Regions from separate parts of the Sus scrofa genome. Here region 1 is linked to region 2. A link is a contact called in public Hi-C data. All regions are on one chromosome and are shown on one strand. Each heading gives the region's core, a stretch centred on a gene start, on an enhancer-like site or on the middle of the called end of the contact. The rest is flanking DNA. Distances are from core to core; before and after follow the strand shown.

What was found. A called contact is a pair of places that touch in the nucleus more often than the background predicts.
Region 1: a contact with region 2 is called in a Hi-C map of alveolar macrophages, with 2.6 times the contacts expected there. The contact joins the promoter of LOC100156293 here to the enhancer-like site in region 2. A contact is called at or near these places in 2 of 5 promoter capture datasets (both in liver), 15 of 47 Hi-C or Micro-C datasets (alveolar macrophages, blood, brain and 8 more) and 2 of 2 datasets of contacts at active chromatin or transcription factors (alveolar macrophages and skeletal muscle).

The regions. Positions count from the first base shown.
Region 1 is chr1:221,519,830-221,523,488 of Sscrofa11.1, forward strand. It overlaps LOC100156293 (COBW domain-containing protein 2), which reads left to right and starts at 1,484. Exons shown (of 13, transcript XM_021064587.1): 1 at 1,484-1,748. The coding sequence starts at 1,592.
Region 2 is chr1:221,388,166-221,391,983 of Sscrofa11.1, forward strand. DOCK8 (dedicator of cytokinesis protein 8) reads right to left here. Exons shown (of 49, transcript XM_003121929.6): 7 at 3,751-3,818. Among named protein-coding and RNA genes, the nearest start is that of C1H9orf66, 100 kb to the right of the region's middle. Within about 2 kb of position 1,711, at least 6 of the 83 cell types and tissues checked have an H3K27ac peak or open chromatin away from gene starts, as enhancers often do. A contact at or near this core is called in alveolar macrophages, where this site is marked.

The DNA of each region.
Region 1 (3,659 bases), core at 234-2,733, 130 kb after region 2:
TGCCAGCCTAAGCCACAACCACAGCAGTGCCAGATCCGAACCGTGTCTGCAACCTATACCACAGCTCATGGCAATGCCAGATCTTTAACCCACTAAGCAAGGCCAGGGATCGAACCTGCAACCTCATGGTTCCCAGTCAGATTTGTTTCCACTGAGCCATGACGGGAACTCCATATTTTATATTATATGATTTTTAAAAATAAAATTCAAAGACAAGCAAAATTAAACAACACTTTAACTATATATGTGTGTATTTATCACATATGTATATGATAGAATTAAAAAGAAAAGAGGGAGAGATAAGTTACCTATAATCAATTCATGACAGTGTTTACTATCTTTGAGGAGAAGCAGAGGGTTGAAATAGAAAATGGCCACGGAGAGCACATGTAACTTATTGGTAATATTCTTAGGTTAGGGATGAGGCCAAAGGCACTCATTGCAAATGTACATAAATATATATAAATATAAAGGAGGGCTATTATCAACAAATAAATGCACAACCTAAAGTTTGAGAATTATGTTTTACTCAGTGGACATACTGAGGATTCATGCACATCGCAAGGAGCTTCTCAGCTCTGACGGACTGTTCCAAAGAGGTCAGGGAGGAGCCAGGAGATATAGGCATTTTTTGCAACAACAAACAAACAAATTCCAGGTAGTCAGAACATCAAAAGACTACTGTCAGTTAAAGAAAGCCAGATATCTCAAGTTAATGAATTTAATGCTTTTCTTTGTGGGAAGATGCTTACATGAAATCATTTCTTTGCTGTGCACCTTAACTATCCAGGGCCATTATCCTGTTTTTCTCCACCCAACATCCCCTCAGGGTAAACTGTTGAGGTGGCTGCGGAGGCTGATGGCTTGATGGCCTCAACATCCTTTGTTTACTGATTTGGCGGGTGACATTCTTTGTCCAGACTATCCATATATTGTTGTCGAACGTGGGTGAATCAAAGAATATAATACATGAACTCAAGTTACCTGAGTCCAAATAACAAATATGAAAGAAAAATAAATAAAAGTAATGCATGTACATCGTAAAAATTTAGATATACATGTAAAATCTGAAATTATAAAAAAAAGTTTCACTGGTTCAGGTAGAAAAATTACAATTAACTTTGTAGTGTTATACCTTCCCATTCTTTCTCCTATGAATTAAAAAAAATGTTTTAATGATACTAAGAAATGTCAAGTTGATAACTATTCCCTGTGGGAGATGTTTAAGCTAAGCTACCCACTCCAGGTTCCAACCACCCCGACTTCAGCCCTACCGTCATCCAGCCCTTAGTTATTTTGGCTGCAGGTGCACAGACACAGCCTCCGGAATTGTCCCTCAGCCTTAACAACTCCGCCCAGCTTCGATGTTTCAGAGAACACGCCCTGGAGGCGGGCAACAACCCCTAGGGGCGTGTCTAAGAGCCGAGGCGGTCCTCAACCCAGGTAATCCGGGGCGGGATCCCGGGGGCACCATGCGTCGCAGCGTTATGACGTCAAGCACGCGCCGCGTGTTTTGCGTACGCTCCTGCGGGTGGGTGTCGTGGTCCCAGCTCTCGAGCTTAGGGAAAAGCGTGTTGTGCTCTTGGCCAGCATGTTTCCGGCTCTCGGCTGTGTGGATGAGGAAGAGGAGCAAGCGGAGGAGGATTGCCCAGAACTGGTCCCCATTGAGACGAAGCAAAGAGAGGAGGAGGAGGAAAAGTTTGACCCCGGCGCTAGGATCCCAGTCACAATTATCACCGGGTATTTAGGTAACTAACCATCCCGGTCAGAAAACGCAGTGAAAGCAGGTGTCCTGGGATTTGAGGGCTGACGGTGCCTTAGGCATCGTGGCCTTCTGGCAGACAGAAAATGTCTTAGAGGTAGGGGCTGGGTCAGTTGCTCACCATATAGGTTGCTTTTCATCTCAGAGTTAATGATTCCCAGACTTCTCAGCGTTAGGATCATATTTATCAAGTGAGATTGAAAATTAGCCTGGCATTTTTGCAACTAGTTCAGCTTTGCAGTCTAAGGCCCGGACCCGCCCCTAATTAGCCATGTGACCTTTAATGAGTTACTTTACCTTTCTGAAGCTCGCCTACCCCACTCGAAAATCGAAATACCAGTCACTTGTCTGAGTTTGCTTTTTTGCTTAGTGGGGCGAAACACTTACTTGATAGTCTATTCCCGTTAAACACTGTCTTTGCTGAAGATACCTGACACCTGAGGGCCATTCCTCAGTGATTTTCCTTCCCCACGAGCCAGTCTCTTCCAGTCATTGGTGCAAATCACTTCTATCTCAAACATTTTTTTTTTTTTTGAGGTCTGTTTTTAAAGTACTGTAGGAGAAAGAGTAAGAATAAAATTACTCTGCCGTGTAAGACTGTATTGCTCAAATTGATGATTTTCAGGAGTTCACAGGATCACTTGTATTCATAATTTTGTAAACATGGTACAATTAAGGATAGTTTATGCCCTCACACTAGAGGTGCTTGACTGGGAAACTTTGAGAAGTATTATTTAAAAACCTACAGTTAAATAGAAGGGCTAGAATAAACACCATATTTAAAATGTGGGGAAAAGTTAGGAAACATAAATAAAGTGAAATGATGTGGGGAAAATAATGCCATTCCTAGATGCTGCTAGACAAGTACAAACCTGATGTACCTGAGGACCTTTTACATAAAAATAGGGATTAAATCACTGGCATTTCCTTTTTTTTTGCTTTGTAGACTAAGTTTCTTTCTTTTTTCTTTTTAGGGCCACATCTGCAGCATTTGGAAGTTCCCAGGCTAGGGGTAGAATGAGAGCTGCAGCTGCTGGCCTACACCACAGCCATGCCAGATCCAAGCCTCCTCCAAGATTTGCACACAGCTCACTTGATCAAGGCCAAGGATTGAACCTGCATCCCCATGGATACTAATTGGGTTCTCAATCTGCTGAGCTACAGCGGGAACTCCAAGTTTATATTCATTTTTACTCAAGATTAATTTTATAACGGCGTTTATTTATTTATAAAGGAGTTTCCCCACTGTTTTTCAGAGGATGTTCTCCTGAGAAGTTGAGCAAATTCCTTCTCTAAAAGAATATAGTTCAGATTTGCTTTCCTACCCCTATCCCCGTTGTTGCTCACTCATAGATCAGAAGAGTATTGGAGATAATGGTTGACGGTTAGGAATGAGGACTAAGGCCAGAAACTTTGTTGCTGCATATAGGGAATAGTATCTACTTCTTCTTTTTTTTTTTTTTTTTTTTGGCTGGGCCCTTGGTGTGTGGAAGTTGCTGGACCAGAGATCAAACCCAAGTTATCGCAGTGACCCAGCTGCTACATGGACAATGCCAGATCCTTAATTCGCTGTGCCACAAAGGAACTCCTCTCTGCTTATTCTGGGCCATTTTCTCTTTTCTTGAAACATTGTTCTGCTGCTTTCCACACATCTTTCTTCTGATATTTCCACCTACCTCTCTGGCTTCTTTTAAAATTTTTTCCCTCCTCTGTCCTTCCTTTTAATTTCATACCGAGGTAGTTTCTATTTTAATGTCCTGCCAACATCTCAGACTGAACAAGTCCAAAACTTCGTGTTACCATCAAATCTTGCTGCTCTTGTGATCCCACACCCTGGAATATTCTAAAAGCTTTCTTACTAGTCTTCAGTCATGCTTCCTTTGATATATTCTCTGTA
Region 2 (3,818 bases), core at 461-2,960:
TGTTGCTTTTCTTTAGATTTACAGTGGGATCACCAGAGGAAGATTGGGTTACGATACGTGAATGTCTGGCCCTTCCCAATCCCACTGCCCCACTGAGCTGAGGCAACGGAATGAACATTGCTGATAAACACTGAGGTGTTCAGACCCAGTAAGAGCTAGAAAGAGGAGCTCTCATGTTGGCCCTGAAAGCCAATTCCCCCAGAAATGGTGGATTTGAGGAGAAGGCACCCCCCCCCCAAGATACCTTGCTACCACATGTTGGAAGATGCACAGACGTGCACCTGCCAAACCTCTCAGGTTAACAGCCCTTGAGGCTGCCAGCTAATCAGGTCATGGACCACCACTGCAGAAGTCATGCAAATTAGGCCACATTTTGTTTCGAGGCATATGTGAGAAGATGACCTTATCATTGGATAGCTTTGTTGAAAAAGAGAACTTTTTTCGAAGACTCTTTGGGCAGAGGTAAGCACAGACAGAAGAGTGAGTTGGCCAAATGGAACCTTTGGAAATGATGAGGGACTCACAGGGCACTGAATCAGATGACTTGGTACTGTTCCCTCTCCCATTGCCTGCTCATTCTGGGATCTTAAACAGGTTGCTTACTTTTCCCAGTCCCATTCATTTATCTGTAAAATGGGGAAAGGGCACTTGCTCTTCCCATTTCCTAGGGTTGTGAGGATTGTGAAGGTAGTGTGTGTGAGTGTACTTTGTAAACCATGTCAAGGAGCACCATTACCCACCATAGCCAAGACGTGGAAGCAAACCCAAGTGTCCATCAAGGGATGAATGGATCAATGGAATATGGTATATATATACAAAGGAATACTATTCAGTCTTAAAAAGAAAGAAAATTCTGACATATGCTGCCATATGGACAAACTGTGAAGACGTTATATAAGTGACATAAACTAATCACAAATGGTCAAGCATTGTATAACTCCACTTATAAGGGGGACTTATAAAGAAGTAAAATTCACAGTGACAGTAGAATGGTCGGAAAGAGAAATGGGAATTACAGTTTCGTGGGTACAAATTTCCAGTCAGTAGATAAGAAGAGTTCTGGAGATGGATGGCAGTGAGAGTTGTACAACAATACAACATAATGCCACTGAAATACCACTGAAAATGGTTAGGATGGCAAATTTTATGTTATGTATATTTTATGACAAATAAAATTTAACACTGTTATTACATTTTTTCTATCATATTTAAACAGTCTAGGTTTTCCCATAAGGGTTCCATTTCTTTTCTCTTATCCAGTTTATTTAAAGTAGTTAAAGTTATTAGGACAGTCTCTTCAAATCAGCTCCCCTCTTGCAGGTGTATGTTGGTCTGAATACTATTTAAGACAGAGGAGCAGGTCAAGTACACTGAGCAAACACCTCAGTTCTACTTAATTTCTACTTTAGCATTTTGGGGGAAAAGACCCCTAGAAATGACACAATTTTCAGCAAGAGAAACTCAAGTGACTCAATTTGTTTTTTTTTTTTTTTTTTTTTTTTTTAGAGAATGATAATATATGACTATCCCGGTGGCACTATCTTTCCACCTGTGAGAAGGGCTGCCACTTATTTATGAAAAATGACCAGGAGGCTTAGTGTCAAGCATCACAGAGGGGAATTCCTCCAACCACAAAGAGTATGGTTACTGCATCTAACAGTGGCCTGATGTGCTTCCTGTGGGGGTGAATGAGCGCCTCAGACAATAGGGCTGACTTCCTGAACAATGCAGAGGGGACGGAACAGCCACTTCCCCTTAGTCCTCCTGCTGAGGGGCTAGGAGGTTCCCCCTTCCAGGTCAGCTCACAAGGGCTAGAGTTTGCCTTTCTGTACCTGTTACTTGATACAGAGCTAGCTCATCGGCTATTCATCTTTGTGCATAAGACAAAAACTCCTAACTGCGTCCCCCCCTCCCGCCACTCCTACTGGTAGCATTGGCTTGGGGAGGGTACTATGGCACTGAGAGAGCCCCATGCCTGTGCAAGCAGTCAGGCTGGCTTGTGTTCTGAGAAGATGAATTAGGGAGGCTTTGCGACAGAATTGGAAATTTATGGCACTTTGAGATGACCTGGTCTAACAACGTCATTGACCAGAACTCAAAATCTCAGAGACATCCCAGGGCTGAAACATAGTCTTGAATCCAGACTCCAAATGCCCTAAGAGCAAACCAGGTGACGCCTAAGGGGTCCAGGAATCGACTTCAAAAAATGCATGACCTTCCTAACAGGGTATGAGAAGATGTCATGCTTATATTCTCTTGCCTAGGTAGAGCATTTACCAACTTAATATTTTCCAAAGACCCTATGAGTTAAAGAAGTGGAAGAACTAATTTTCTAAAGCAGCAGTCTGCATAGAGGAAAGGGAGGCATGCAAGCACTCCAGGGGGTAGACAGGATAATTCATATGAGTGCAGGAAGAAAATACCATAATTTACTTTGATTTATTTAGTTCATCCTTCAGAATTTCTCACTGATGTATGTATCATAATATATATAATATTTATTTTATTATTTTATTAATTTAATTTAATTTAATCTGTTTAGGCCACACCCATGGTATATGGAAATCCTCAGGCTGGGGGCTGAATCTGAGCTGCAGCTGCCGGCCTATACCACAGCCACAGCATCAGGGGATCTAATCCACATCTGTGATCTACGTTGCAGCTCACAGCAATGCCAAATCCTTAACCCACTGAGTGAGGCCAGGAATCAAACCCACATCCTCATGGATACTAGTCGGGTTCTTAGCCTGCTGAGCCACAACGGGAATTCCAATATACATAACATTTAATATGCAAGTACAAAGTTAATACACACATATTTAAGATGTGTGACTTTTTAAAGAAAAACACACACAATCAAAAAGTTTGGAAACAAATGCTTTGAAGCAAAAGTGGCTCATGAGATGAATCCAGATTGCAAGACACGCTCTGTTTGAATTGTGTAGTATTTAAAAAGGAAATGAGAAAATATTTAAGAAGTCAGGAAATTATGTACAAAAATCTGGATTTCTAGTTTCTCTTAAAAAAAAAAATCAGACAATTGGGAGTTCCCTTCGTGGCTCAGTGGTTAACGAACCCGACTAGGATCCACGAGGATGTGGGTTTGATGCCTGGCCTTGCTCGGTGGGTTAAGGATCCAGTGTTGCCATGAGCTGTGGTGTAGGTTGCCGTTGCGGCTTGGATCTCATGTTGCTATGGCTGTGGTGTAGGCCAGCGGCTATAGTTCCAGTTCGACCCCTGGCCTGGGAACTTGCATGTGCCGTGGGTACAGCCCTAAAAAGACCAAAAAAAAAAGGCTCTAATATGTAGCATTTTCTGATTTCTGTATTGTAAATATTTCCACCATTCTACCATGGTCAATTTCAAACTGCCTATGTGACTGCACTGAATAAAGAGTCGAGAGAAGAAGTATACAATAAGTAGGCTCTCATGAGTTAGAGCAGACTCCAGGGCACCATTGGCTTTCTCAGTTATTTATCTCGATGTAGGCCATTTGGCTCACTTACTTACCTGCACGCCTAGCCTCAGTGTGTGGCTTCCCTGCTGTAGAAGAGTGACTGTCACAGGTTTGACGTGAATAGAATCTGGGACAAGCTGACTCCAATCTCTGCTCCTTCTACTACCTCACGGCTCCCCACTGTTAAAGTGTGTTGGGGGTCCTCCCTGATTCAAGCTCTGATGATAAAGACACAGTCTGTATCCGAAAGGTGAGACAAACCTCAATGGACTGGTTGGAGCGCTGATACTTACTTCAGGGTCAGCAACTTGACCAATATTCTGTTGCCCAGGTGTTCCTTAGGACATTCTGGTACTGGACG